2 separate regions of the Mus musculus genome follow, and region 2 is linked to region 1. The links are chromatin contacts, called in public HiChIP or PLAC-seq maps. All regions are on one chromosome and are shown on one strand. The core of a region is the stretch at or near the end of the contact, and the rest is flanking DNA. Distances in the headings are between cores, read along the strand shown.

The links. HiChIP or PLAC-seq counts read pairs in DNA pulled down with a chosen protein or histone mark.
Region 2: a contact with region 1 is called in an H3K27ac HiChIP or PLAC-seq map of embryonic stem cells, with 11 read pairs. The contact joins the promoter of Nuak2 here to the enhancer-like site in region 1. A contact is called at or near these places in 3 of 39 promoter capture datasets (embryonic stem cells, macrophages and trophoblast stem cells), 1 of 15 datasets of contacts at CTCF or cohesin (the NIH/3T3 cell line), 1 of 484 Hi-C or Micro-C datasets (embryonic stem cells), 3 of 115 datasets of contacts at active chromatin or transcription factors (bone marrow-derived macrophages and embryonic stem cells) and 3 of 9 other capture datasets (adipose tissue, liver and pancreatic islet).

Annotation. Positions count from the first base shown.
Region 1 is chr1:132,262,569-132,269,334 of GRCm38.p6, reverse strand. It overlaps Gm29630 (a long non-coding RNA gene), which reads left to right. Exons shown (of 4, transcript XR_387388.2): 4 at 669-734. Among named protein-coding and RNA genes, the nearest start is that of Gm29630, 12 kb to the left of the region's middle. Within about 2 kb of position 4,599, at least 76 of the 459 cell types and tissues checked have an H3K27ac peak or open chromatin away from gene starts, as enhancers often do. A contact at or near this core is called in the NIH/3T3 cell line, embryonic stem cells and trophoblast stem cells, where this site is marked.
Region 2 is chr1:132,314,383-132,320,677 of GRCm38.p6, reverse strand. Nuak2 (NUAK family, SNF1-like kinase, 2) reads right to left here and starts at 4,553. Exons shown (of 7, transcript NM_028778.4): 1 at 4,206-4,553. The coding sequence starts at 4,448.

The sequences.
Region 1 (6,766 bases), core at 3,350-5,849:
AGGAAATAACCCTGCGCTGTACCCAGCAGCAAGGAAGCCCCACATGACCCTCCTCACAGGTGCTTCTCTTACTTGGGCAGTGTTGCTTCACACAAACTGATGGGTTTCCTTTCATCTGGGTATCTGTGGGGATCCTCCCAGCTAATCAGCTAGGGGCTTTCTTGGTGTGTGTGGAATACACACTTCTGTGTAAGTGCACATGTGTGTGGTATACAGAGTGTGTGGGGTATACACTCCTGAGTGTGTACCTGTGTGTGTATATTCTTGTGTATGTGTGCAAACATGCAAGAAGATGCCAGAGGTTGGCCTTGGATATATTTCTGTATCATGTCTCAATTTTATGTTTTTGAGGCAGGCTCTCTCACTAAACCTGGAGTTGTTTGGCCCAATTAGCTGAGCAGTGAGCCATTGGGATCCTCCTGTGTCCTCATTTCCCCAGTCCTGGAGTTACAGGTGTGCCCGGCCCCACCCAGCTTTCTGTGTGGATGCTGGGAGTTGGAATTCAGGCCCCCTAGGCTTGCACAGGAAGCACTTTACCCCACCCCAGCACTTGCCTATTTTAGTCTTGGGGAAAGTTCTGGCTTCAGAAAAGGATAAAGTTTAATTTTACCTCAGTTCCTCGAATCAACAAGGCTTTCCTTTTTTAGTTGTATTTTCTTTTCTTATAGTTGCAGGGATGGAAGCTGGGGCCTCGCACATGCTCGGCAACACTCTGCTGCCACCGAACCTCATCCCCAGCCGCTCCACAAGAATTCCCCTCAGGGGGCTGTGGGGGTGGCAGGGTTGGAAGAAGAGGAAGATTAAAATAAAACAGCACTGCAAACACAAATAACCCTTCTTAATTTCGAGGCTCACCAGCAACCTCTATAGATCTGGACAATGTGGTCTGGCACCTCTCTATTTATGACTGGCAACAAAAATAACGCGGTCCTTAACCAATTATTTTAAAAAGTTGGTAGCACAGCATTTCTGTGAATGTCAAAAGAAAACAACAAAAATAGAGCCTTTAAGAATTTCTTCCATCTGGCATCCTGCATGCACACTGGCTGAATAAAGATGTAAACAGTACAGCCCACTGTAGAACAGGCCTCCTGCTCTATATAGAGAACACAGCCCAGGGTTCCCGTGTGACGTGCAATGAACTGGATTCTGCTACTTCAGCCAGTATACCCTGCACCTGTTACCAATCCTGGAAATCACTGAGTGGCAGTTGTGGCCCTGAGATAGGCAGAAGCAGTGACCTTTACAGACATGAACACAACCAAGGCCCTGGGGATGACAGCCTGTCCCAAGCTAAGGCTGCAGGATGGAGGCCACCAGAATGTCTTGCAAGCCTTTTGTTCATTTTAGGGACTTCTCTTCAAAGGAACAAATAAGAGGCAAGATCTGGGTCATAGTCTTGAGGCTTCAAATGTCTGTTTGCGTTGGGACGTGCTCAGAAGTAAGCAGGTGCTTTCCAGAGTGAATGCAGAGCCAGGCTTGAAAAGAGATGAGTAACTATTGAGAGAGTTTTCCACCCAAGGAGCCAGGTTTGCAAGGACACAGTGGGGCAGTCAAAACTGGAAAAATAAAAATAAAAGCCCTTCATACTTAGGAGTTTGCTGAGTAAGGAGAGAAGAAACCGGAGTGCTGATTTTTCCCTATTACTGAGAACATTGTAGCTGCCTTTTGCTACTTTGTAGGTGCTTGTTTCTTCCACCCTTCTCCGCCACTTTCCACCTTTCAGTCCCTTGACACTAGATAGGAGAGAAACAAGGACAGAGGAGAAAGGGGGCAATGTTATCATAAGACTACTTCCTGCTATCGGGATATCTAATTTCTTGTTGTTTCTTCTTTCTGCATGACTACTTAACAAACCATGACCAACCAGCAACCACTGACAAAAAACCACCAATCACCAATCACCAACTCCACCTCGGGAGGGCAGAGGGTGGGGGATGAGGGTGCAGGTGGGGGTGGGGGGAGGACTAGCACTTACATACCCTCTGAAAAGTTCCCAGAATTCCAAACATCACACAATTGCAGAAACTATCTACAGCTGGCAAAAATCACAAGGCAAGCCTTAGTCAGCTGCTCTGAGCAGTCCCTGCACCTGGGATTAAAATGAAAGCACATTCCGTTTGTTTGTTTGTTTTTCACTTTGTTTTGTTTTTAAGAAAACAGACTTCTCCATACGGAACAGCCAGGGAGAAGCCTTGCCTTGGTATTTTATTTGGCCAAAGTTCAAGATCTCAATGCCGAGGCTTCTTCAGGGTCATTGCGTAGCTGAAAGGTGAGAAGGCAGGGTTGGTGACTCTCTGGAATCAAGAGGCACTTAAGTCCTGTTTGTTGTGCAACTGGACTCCAGGCATGCAGCGGGGTGGGGAACATAGTTAGAAACACACACTGCCCAGCTGAGAAGCAGGAGGAAGCTCTGTGTGCTGTGTTGTTTGAGATGAGGCAAATGCCTCTTTCTTATAGGGCTGCACCAGGAGTCTGAGACACTGTCCTCAGAAGGGCGTGACTTTAAAGAGTCACTCTGAAAGTAGTGTCCTCCAGAAGATCCCCCATGACAGGAAAGTGAGGCTGGTGGCAGCTATGCATCTGGGAGGGGACCCTTTTGACCGAGGTTAGACTTTTCCTCTGCCTAGAATTCTAGGCATGACCTATTCAGCATCTAGTGTATGGTTCTCCCCCACCCCACCTCCCTATTTGAACTTTCTCTTCCTTTCAAAAGATCAAACAAGTGAACAACTTCCACAAGTGTAGCTTGTATTGTTATAGCATGGAGACAGGACAGCAGTGGAGAAAGTGGTCTTCTCTGCATTAGCCTGGTGGCATCTGGGATGAAGAACTAGATTCTAGGGTATCAGTATGCTCTATACCTGCATATTTTGTCCAATCAATAGGGAAAAAAAGAGTGTCTTAGTTAGGGTTTTACTGTTGTGAACAGACAACATGACCAAGGCAACTCTTATAAAGGAAATATTTAATTGGGGCTGGCTTACAGGTTCGGAAGTTCAGTCCATTATCATGGACTGATAGGTGAGAACATGGCAGTGTCCAGGCAGACACGGGGCTGGACAAGCTGAGAGTTCCACCTCTTGTTCTAAAGGCAGCTAGGAGAAGACTTGCTTCCAAGCAGCTAGGACAAGGGTCTTAAAGCCCATGTCCAATGTGACACACCTACTCTAACAAGGTCACACTGAAAGAACCTAGTGGTGAAACCCCCACTCAGCTCCCGATTCGGCTTGCACCCAAGAATCACGAATAGAACACAACACCTTGATGTAACAACACGAGGTATTTTAATGGCGGAGCTCCGGGTGGAAATGTATCTAACACGGGAGACAGTGGATTCGACCACGAGGCTTGGAAGCTAGGGGTTTTTATAGAAAAGGAGTGGGGCTGGGGGAGGAATTGGCGCGGTTTCACATGATTGGTCCATTTAAACATCAGGAGCCTGTAACATTTAACTTAGGTCAGAGGGGTGGGAGATAGGGAGGTGATGGGCTTGCCCGGGCATGTCCTGGTCTGTTCTGCTATGTTCTCAGCCCCAGGTTTCAAAGCTCACAAACAACTCTTTGGGCTATTTGACATACATTACATAAATCACAGGTCTCGAGTTTTATTTCCTTTCAACACCTACTCCAACAAGGCCACACCTACTCCACAAGGCCACACCTCCTAATAGTGCTGCTCCCTGGGCCAAGCATATGCAAACCATCACACAGAGCCTGAAAAGGAGGGCTGTAAAAGACATGGGCACCTTGTAAATATCCAAGACAGAGCCATTCTTAGCGTTCCCTCTGCTGAGGAGTTACAGGGATGCACTGTCCACCTCCCTGTACATACTACTCAGTTGCCACAATGCTGCTGCTGGCTCTGGGATCCCCCGGATCTGACTACCGCCTGTTCAGCAGTCGTCACAGCCACTGGGTAGGATCCCTTGAGGCCTCTCTGCATACAGTGCTGCCTCTCACACACGCTGAATGGGCAGCTCCTGGATCCTGGCAACTGTCAGAGCCCCACACTCTAAGAACTGACTCGTGCTCCCCAAATCCCTCAGACTTTCAGCTACAGCTCCTGGGATTGCCCCTTTTTAGAAGCCTCCTTTCTCAAGCTACATGGGTGGCAGTAGAAACTAACAGGAAGACAACCCGAGAGAGACAGGCACCATAACCCCGGATGTCCTTGGGTTCACTGCAATCCTCCTGCCTCTGCTCTTGGGTTCTCAGAGCCTTGCTGAGTGTTACCTGGTACAGTTGATTCTAGAAAGTTTTTTTTTAATGCCTTGGCAAGTTCCAATTTACCCTGATGTAGACCACAATGACCTTTAAGACTCCTAGAGCAGAATCTTTCCTGATAGCCATATTGCTTAGGACTCTGTCACTCTACCCTCTGATCCTTCAGTCGCCATTGTGTCACTGGTAGGGCTATAGCAATGCTGCACCAGGCTGAGTTCTCTTATAACCTCACCCATGGTCTCCCCATTCTTTGAACCGACTCTTACTCATCCTTTGCCTTAACCATGACGTCATTTTCAAGAAGTTCCCACACCCAGTGTCTGTGGTAACTATCTCCAGACAGCCTGTGCCATCTTCAAAGGACATGACTCAGCATCTGTAACTGACTCTTGACCTCTCCATCCCAGCACCGGGCTGTGTTCCTTAAGAGCAGGAGCTGTGAGCCGGGGGTGGTGGCGCATGCCTTTAATCCCAGCACTTGGGAGGCAAAGGCAGGCGGATTTCTGAGTTTGAGGCCAGCCTGGTCTACAAAGTGAGTTCCAGGACAGCCAGAGCTATACAGAGAAACCCTGTCTCAAAAAAAACAAAAACCAAGGGGGGAAAAAAAGAGCAGGAGCTGTGTCTGCTGTTGGTATTGTTTGCCACTTTATCACAAGAGCACAGGATTGCAAATTAGTTGTTGAATTTGTATCTCTGGGTGTCCTGCACAGACAGGTTCTCTCCTTGGGAAGCAGTCTCACCATACTCCGCTCCTGAGAAACTTATCCCCCACCTCCCTCTAGCCCGAGTCCTCTCAGCGTCTATTGAAGATGGGAAAACCCAAGGTGTCTTTTTCTACTGTCACAAACCGTGCCTCTTCTGACACCTGATAAATGAGTTTCCTCCTCACATACTGAGCAATTCTGATGCCACACTCCCCAGCAGACACCAGCTGATTGTCCCCTAGTTCAGTTCTGACACTGCCTCCTGAAGAGAGGGAAAGACCCCTCAGGTGAGGGCTCCGTCCAAATATGACCTCTCCTGAGGTCTGGAGATACCATACATCCTGTGCTCTGACCAATCTGGCTCAGAAGCAGGGATTTGCAGGCCGTTCTTTGCCAACTCCTCCCTTGGGCCTGCTGTTGACCTATTATTGGAAAGGAACGGTATCCCTGTCGCCATTTTGCAGCTGTCTTCTTCGCTCTGGGTATTTCTGTTCTGCAGTCACCTCCAGGAACAACAGGGCTGAGAAACATCTGTGACTGGAATGGAATCTACCACTGCCTTCTTTCACCAAGGCCCACTTGACTAACTCTGATAATAATCAGCTAGACCCCACTCTGACTGAGGCCTTTTGTCCTGGGTCTGTCTCATGTGATTCGAATCCCTTCACCAATTCTTCTCATTTGGCTTTTTATTATTATTATTCAAATAAGGGTCTCACTCTGGAGCCATGACTGCCTTGCAACTTGCTATTGAGATGCCAAAGCTTTTAAATTCAGACTCCATTTTAGAGAACCTGACCTAAGTTTGAACTCAGGTAGACTAACAGGCTGGTATCCAGCACTAGTTTCCAAGTTGCCGCCCCCCCCCCCCAACAAAACCTGAGCCTAGCTCCAGTCTCTAGGCTAATCCCCAACAAGACCAGTGTCTCTTGGTTATCCCCCCAACAAACCTGCACCCCAGGTTACAAGCCCACCCCTTGCCTAATGACCACCAATGAAGAGGGGAGCAGAAGTTAAGTTTATGTTAGGACTCCCAGCACCAGCCAATTATGTTAAAGGCCACAGGAGCTTTCCAATTAGATGTTTGCACAAGTATTCCCTGCTTGCTGCTCACTATAAAGCCTTGCCCTGATAGACATTCGGGGCTCTCCCACCACCAAAACCATCCTGTGTGATGGTGGTGCATTGGAGGTTGGGGGAGCAAGCTAGCTCGAATAGAATAAAGACCCTGCTGTGAGTTGCATCAGATTGGCTTACTAATATTTTCCTGGCACAACACTATGTGTACTAATTATTTTGCATTTAGGCAAATGACTGAACCTGATTTTTTTTTTTTTGAACCCTCAGGATAGCTGGCCATCAGTGTGTGATATTATCTCAAAACAACAGTGAGCAGGTTGAGCTGAGCTAAGCTGAGCTGAGCTGCTGCTGGTCATTGACACAGCCCATTGACACAGTGACAGGTCATGAAACTAAGTTGGGTGTACTTCCCTTCAACTGATTTCAGGCTTCTGACCTTTAAGTACCAGTTGTGCACACGCACACGCACATGAACACATGCACACACACACACACACAGCTTCTTAGGGGTGTTTCCTTCACTGAGTATGCATAGGTGTTATGTGGATTCTTTTTATTTCTTGTCCGGTGTTCTTCTCCCTTGTTGGTGTAATATAGAGGCTGTTAAAGCCAAAAGCTCTTTCCCCAATCTCCCTTGATGCTCAAGATTAAACATACAACACAGAGCCAGGGGCAGCAGGGAACCCTTGTTGTCCTGTCTTAATTACATGCTGGTCTCGTAGCCTGAGCAGAACTTGTTGCAGCAGTAGTAAGGTA
Region 2 (6,295 bases), core at 3,304-5,803, 51 kb before region 1:
AGATATGGAAGGATGGGTGAGGTTTTCGGCTAAGACAGTGGGCTAGGGAAGTGAATCAGAGCATGCCAGGCAGGTCAGGGTAGATCTCCAAGTTTCCTTCCATGCGTCAACGTTCTGTGTACAGCTTCTTCAGAAATGGGTCACCGCAATGTCAGGAAGGAGCCATCTAAGGACCGTTGCTAGGCCGTCAGGCTGGGCCATGTTAGCTGCCAGAGCAGACCTGCTAAAACCATTCTCGTCCTTGAAGCTCTTCGAGTTCATAAAGGCAACAAAGCTAACTCCCCAACCAGCAGCGAACACTTCAGAAAGATAAACTCAGGGCTGGAGAGATGGCTCAGTGGTTAAGAGCACTGACTGCTCTTCCAGAGGTCCTGAGTTCAAATCCCAGCAACCACATGGTGGCTCACAACCATCCATAATGAGATCTGATGCCCTCTTTTGGTGTGTCTGCAGACAACTACAGTGTACTTACATATAATAATAAATAAATCTTAAAAAAAAGGAAAGAAAGAAAGATAAACTCACTTCACCAAAGTTCCTCCATGCACAGGACAGGACTACAATGAAGGAGAAGCTAGTATCTCAGAAGACAAAAGTTCCTTGGAGGTGTCCAATTCTGCCCTGCCCCCCATCTCTGGAGAAGGGACTGCCCGTATCTTGCCATGGGCCACATTGTGTGTGCCACTCCTTCCACTTAAAACATGCCCACTCTTTGCCAACACCCTGAGGAGTTAGTTGGTACTGAGGCTCCATGGGTAAATAACTCCTCTCTCCCAGAGCTCGGATTAGAAATGATCTGCATTCAAGTGATCAGAAAGCTTTAGAAAGAAAAAGAAGGGAAGGGGGTGGGGAGGGCAGAGATGCTAGTTCTGGTTGCTGGGAGAGATGGCCCAAGTTGGGCACCTCTGGTCACAGCCAAGATCCTTGACTCGTTTGTGCCCTTTCATGGGAAGCAGGCAAGGTGCTGGATGATGACCCACTTAGATAGTGCAGGAGAGGTTAGGTTAGGCAGTCCTGGCTGAGCAGCGGGGATGTACCACCTTACCAAGAGCCAGACGGGAATCAGGAAGAAGCTGTGCAGGTAACCTGAGCCATCTCCCCAAGTCCCATCGAATGCCACCTCCTCCCTGCCTCCTCCTAGCCCACTCTGCCAGGTTCCTGAGCAAGGAGCTTCTCTGCCCAGCCCTTTTGTGTGGTTTGGCTGGAGCCCAAGGACAAGAGTCGCCTGCAGCCTCCCTCCCTGCTGCTGAGCAGGCAGGTGCAGGAGGAGCTGGGAGGGCAGCATCTTGCCCAACAAGCCTTTGGCGGCTGGCCAACCGGAGTCCTTCTCTGAAGTTGGCTGAATGAGAGATGAGGGCTTTGAACAAAGCAGAGACCATAGTGATTCAACTCAAGAAGACTGAGCCCAGTCCATGCTTCTTATTGAGGCAGGAGAGGACCAGGGTAAGAGAGTTCCCTAGGTCAAAGTCACCCTTACTGGGACAATAAGCCACATGTGTCTGAGACACTGCTAGGATTTTACAGATATTATTTTATTTAATCCTAGGGAAACCCACTACATTATAATCTGCATTTTACACAGAGGGGACTCTAGAGAGGTAACGCATCCGGCAAGCAATAGGAAGCACAATTGGACACTTTGCAGGAATATAGTATCGTTCCTGCACCCAGGATCCTTCAGCAAAGAATGGGGGTTCCCAGTGCCGTCTCCCACTCTAAACATTGCCTGCAGTGCTGGGAGGGCAGCTGGAGCTAGCCGATGGGATGACAAAGCACTCAGAGGCAAGCCCGGGCTCATCTCAAAATTAACTTCCAGACCAAGACTCAGCACTTGGTCATCCAAAGCTTATGGTGGACAAGTCTGGAGGTTTTGCTGCAGGTCTGCCATTGCCCAGCCAGAAGACAAGTCACTTCCCCTCTCTGGGCCTCAGTTCCCTCATCTGCCAATGAAGGAAGCAGCTTGTCTCCGTCGTTTCTCAATCTTCTGTAGCCCACTGAGCAATTGGAAATGTAAAAGGAACAGAAGCAATGTGACCCCACAGAACTACCCACATGGGTGCCCTTCTGGCCCCCTTAGTGGTGACTGAGTCATCCATGCAGATCAGACCAATGGCTTCGGTGAGACCCGGGCATGTGTTTTTCTCTTTAGGGGTTGGTCAGGGGAGCTAGGAGACTCACAGGAGGAAATGTCATTTCGATACCAGGAATGTGTCTGAGATCCAGAGCAAATATTTGTTTTTCCTCTGATGCCCTCCTGGAGCAGCCATTAGTCCGTGTGTCCCCCCCCCCCCCCACACACACACCTGTCCCTCCCTTCAGATAATCCCATGGGACCCTGCTTAACTATCTCTATAAGGAGAATGGGAAGCAAGCTGCAAATGTGGTGAGAAATTCCTGGCAGCAGGAGGCTTTCCTGGGAACCACCAACAGCCCCAGCTCCTCAGGGCAAGGCCTAAGCAGCGCCATGTCCTTCTCCCCCACTGAAGTATCAGAAGTATAGGTCTCTTTAGGGAAAGCAGTTAAGATGTAGGGGTGGGTGGGTGGAGATGAGGGCACTGCTCCAGGATTGAGAAATCATTAGCACAGCGGAGAGCTGCTTTCCAAGAAAGGGGGGGGGGGGGGCTAAGCAAACTCTTAACAGCAATCCTGGGTGGTCCTGCTGGGGAGTTTCAGAGCAGGATCTCCACATTTGCTGATCTTGGCTCCTTGCATGCAGCAAGACATGGGAACCTGAGAGCTCCTTTTGATTTTCTCTGTTCTGATGCAAGAGTCATTGATTTACTTCACTTCAAAATCAAATGTGATCTCTCTCTGTCTCTCTCTCTCTGTCTTTCTCTGTCTCTCTTTCTCTGTGTGTGTGTCAATCAAGAGCTGATGTGAACTCTGAACTTTGATCTCAGTTTCTCAGACACTCTAGCTCCCTCAATCCACTCTTCCTACAACAAGCGACATAGCACACAAGCCACTATTAGCCACTATTTCCTAGCTAAGCCCCCAGACAAAGCCTGGGCCCTGAAGTCTCAAGGCTTAAGCCTCTGAGGCCCTGGCACTTTATAGAAAGAGAAAGAAAAGAAAGCCCGGAAGTACACGATTGCCCAATAACTGTAACCTGGCAGCGGGCAACTGGGGACTGTGCCAGGCCTTAGCAGGAAAAACATACTTGCTCCTATTGATGGGGTTATAATCCACTCCTTTCTCCAACATCCACTCTCCTTCACCAATGAAATGACTTCTTGAATTTCAAACCAGCTACTGGCTGCAAAAGCAAACAATTAGGGGAGGGGACCATTCCCATAGTCAATAGGGCAAATGATGGCTGTACATACACACCCCCTTACAAACAGCATCCACTGGACCTGCCAAATGTTCTCCCTAAACCACCTGCTCTGAGCCTTGCGAAAATGTGAATTATAGACCTTTTATAAAATAGTTCCCTTGGTGGAAAATGAGAGACTGCACATTTTAAACAAGTAGCCAGCTAATACTCAGGCCCACTGAACTAGAGTGGAAGAAACATTGTTGTGTAACTTTTGGTAAATTTGCTGTCCTTCCAAGGGGAGGTTTCCAGATAGGAGTATTCATTCTCAACACAGGATCTGTGATCAGGGCTCAAGTGCATTCACATTTATATCTTATTTTTTCCAAGCAGCTTGTGAGACAGGCTGTGTTCTCTCTATTTTTGCAGAAGGGGAAACAGAAAACAGAGATGGAGGAACTTGCTCAGAGTTACGGATTATTATTACGATTACACATGCGTAAATCAAAAGGGCAAGTTCCCCAAAGGCCTCACATCCAAAGATGTGGCTGGAGTGCTGGGAGTGGACCTGACATTTGGGCCTGCTTTTACATTTCCCAGAATAAAAACCTATCCCAACCAAACTTAGCTTCATTTCGGCTGGAAAGGCCCCAAAGTGTCAAGTCAGAGTTAAAGATCTCCACACCTCATCCATCTACTAAGAACTGGTGCTTTCAACTTCCTCCTTCCATTCTACTCTGTTGACGTTTGTTCCCGTCAAAATTCAAGTTAAGCTCCGTCTTCTCAAACTACAGGCATCTAGTGAAGCTAAGGTTCAGGACAGATGAGCACTGTCCTGAAAACCACGGACAGACACATCTAAAATGCGCGCGCCTGGCAACGCAGCCGAGGACACCGCAAGGGACGCGCTGTGAGCTCCCGAGAGCCGGGAGCCGCGAGGGACACTCACCAGACGCCCCGAGCTCTCTCGTGCCTTCTTCACCTTCCCGTAGGTGCCCTTGCCCAGCGTCTCCAGGAACTCGTAGCGGTGCCGCAGGTTGTGTTTGTGATGGTGCCGCTTCACCGCCTGCTTCTTCATCAGAGGTTTAGGCGACTTGATGAGCCCGTCCGCCAGCGGCCGGGCGCTCTCCGAGGCCAGGGCGGAGGCCGAGGGAGCCTGGCTCGGGCGCTGGAGTAAGGCCACCGACTCCATGGTGCGGGGACCGCGAGGTGGAGTGGGTCGGGCAGCAGTAGCAGCGCGCGCTGAGCCGCGGGCTCAGAGGTCACAGCCGCACCCGAGCACGCTAGAAAGCCCCGCGTTCCGAATTGCTATAAAACGTTTCGAGGGGGAATGTCCTGACCACGCCCCTGCGTCCCATTGGCCGACTTGCCGGCGGCTCGTGACCAAAACCTCTCGCATTGGTTCACCCTCTCCTGCCCCGTTCCTCCCCTTGGCTAGGCGCGGAAAGGTGTGAATGGGGCCCCGCCCACTTGGACCCGAGGCCCAGGAATGCGAGAATGGAGGCAGAGCCGAATTAATACCGAAGTGCCAGTCTTTAGGATTGAAGGCTCTCTGAATTGCTTTAGTCTCTGAATGACGCCAACCTTGTGCTATTGTGCTGTGTTCTCGGTTGGCAAGGGACAATCTAAGGGCACTAGAAAGTCCCGAAGTATTTCTCCACATGCAGTAAATTGTTTCTTCCAAGCTCAAAATCTGAAAAGCCTTTTGATAACTTCTTGAGGTCCATAAAGGAGAAAGTGAATAGGGAGATGGAATGGGTTGGAGACTGACGCCAGCTAAGCACTGGTAGAGAGCTGTCCTGACTCCATGTTCACTCTGCTTGGATTCCACCAACCTTAATTGGATTCTGGAATCCAACAGGCCTGGGAAATCCTTACTTTGTAGGGTTGCGTGGATTCCCTCAAGATGTGGTGGCCTTGTGGATCTCCATAAATTGTGAAAAAAGCACATCACATTCCAAGGACTTACATCCACGAGCTCCTAAATCTGTAAGGAGTGTCTTGGTCCCAGGGTTTCCTCCCAGTGGATTTTTTTTTTTTTTCAAAAGAGCAGGAGGTTGGGCATAAGATTTGGCTGCATTTAAGGGGCCTGGAAGGCTATGTCCAGACCCCCCTTTCCGATGTAGAAAGTGAGTTTACTTCTGCCACACAGCTGGCAAGAAAGCCTGGAATTCAGATACTGGCCTATAGGGAAAGAGTACAGGACAAGAGGACTTCCCTAATTCTAGCTATTCCGGGCAGGCATCCCTCCCTCATCTGCAGGACCTCATCTCTAGCTGTATCTTTAGGACTTGGCAGAGGATCAAAGAGGACTACGTCCTCAATTATCAAATTAAAAAAAAAACTACTCTCTGCCCATTTTCCTACTTCTGTTTGCCCTTTGAATCTTTTCAGAGGGAATAACTGGTATCTCCTTGTCTTGGAGCTCTCTGTAGCCAGAGACCATCCACCGGGAATCAGCCTTCTCTAAGTTCGGACGGTCCATGGAAACTGTATAGCTAGTTTAGTGCCCTATCTTCTGCCAGCTTGCCTCTCCACTCTGAGTAGTCTGTGAAAATAGAAAAGGCTCAACCAGTCTGCTCTCTGTGCGCCCTGTCTGTCAGTTCCTGGGGTCTGTCCAGGCAGAGTAGGACAATGAAAAGCATGTGTCAGAGGAGCAGGCTCAGGGATGGGAGACCTGGGTTCTAGACCTGACTGACATGAAAAGAGGAGGGAGCCCCTAGCCAAGATGAGAGGAGGATAGTTTGGGGTTGCTTTCTAAAGATAGGGCTTTTAAAGCTTACTAGAAGACCCATGTCTGTTAGCTAGCTGTATCAACATTTCCTCATAAGATGAAGACTTTTTTTCAGAGGAGCCCAAGGTTTCCTTTAAGACTCAATCTAGACATTTATCACTATTCCTAAACACCCCCAATACCCAGGGCACTGCTGAACAGATAAAGGTGCACAGTGGATTCATACAGACCAGATGGATGGATGGACACAGGAGGCAAACAAACAGACCTGCAGGCAGAGGAGTGAGCCATCAGAACCATGGAGA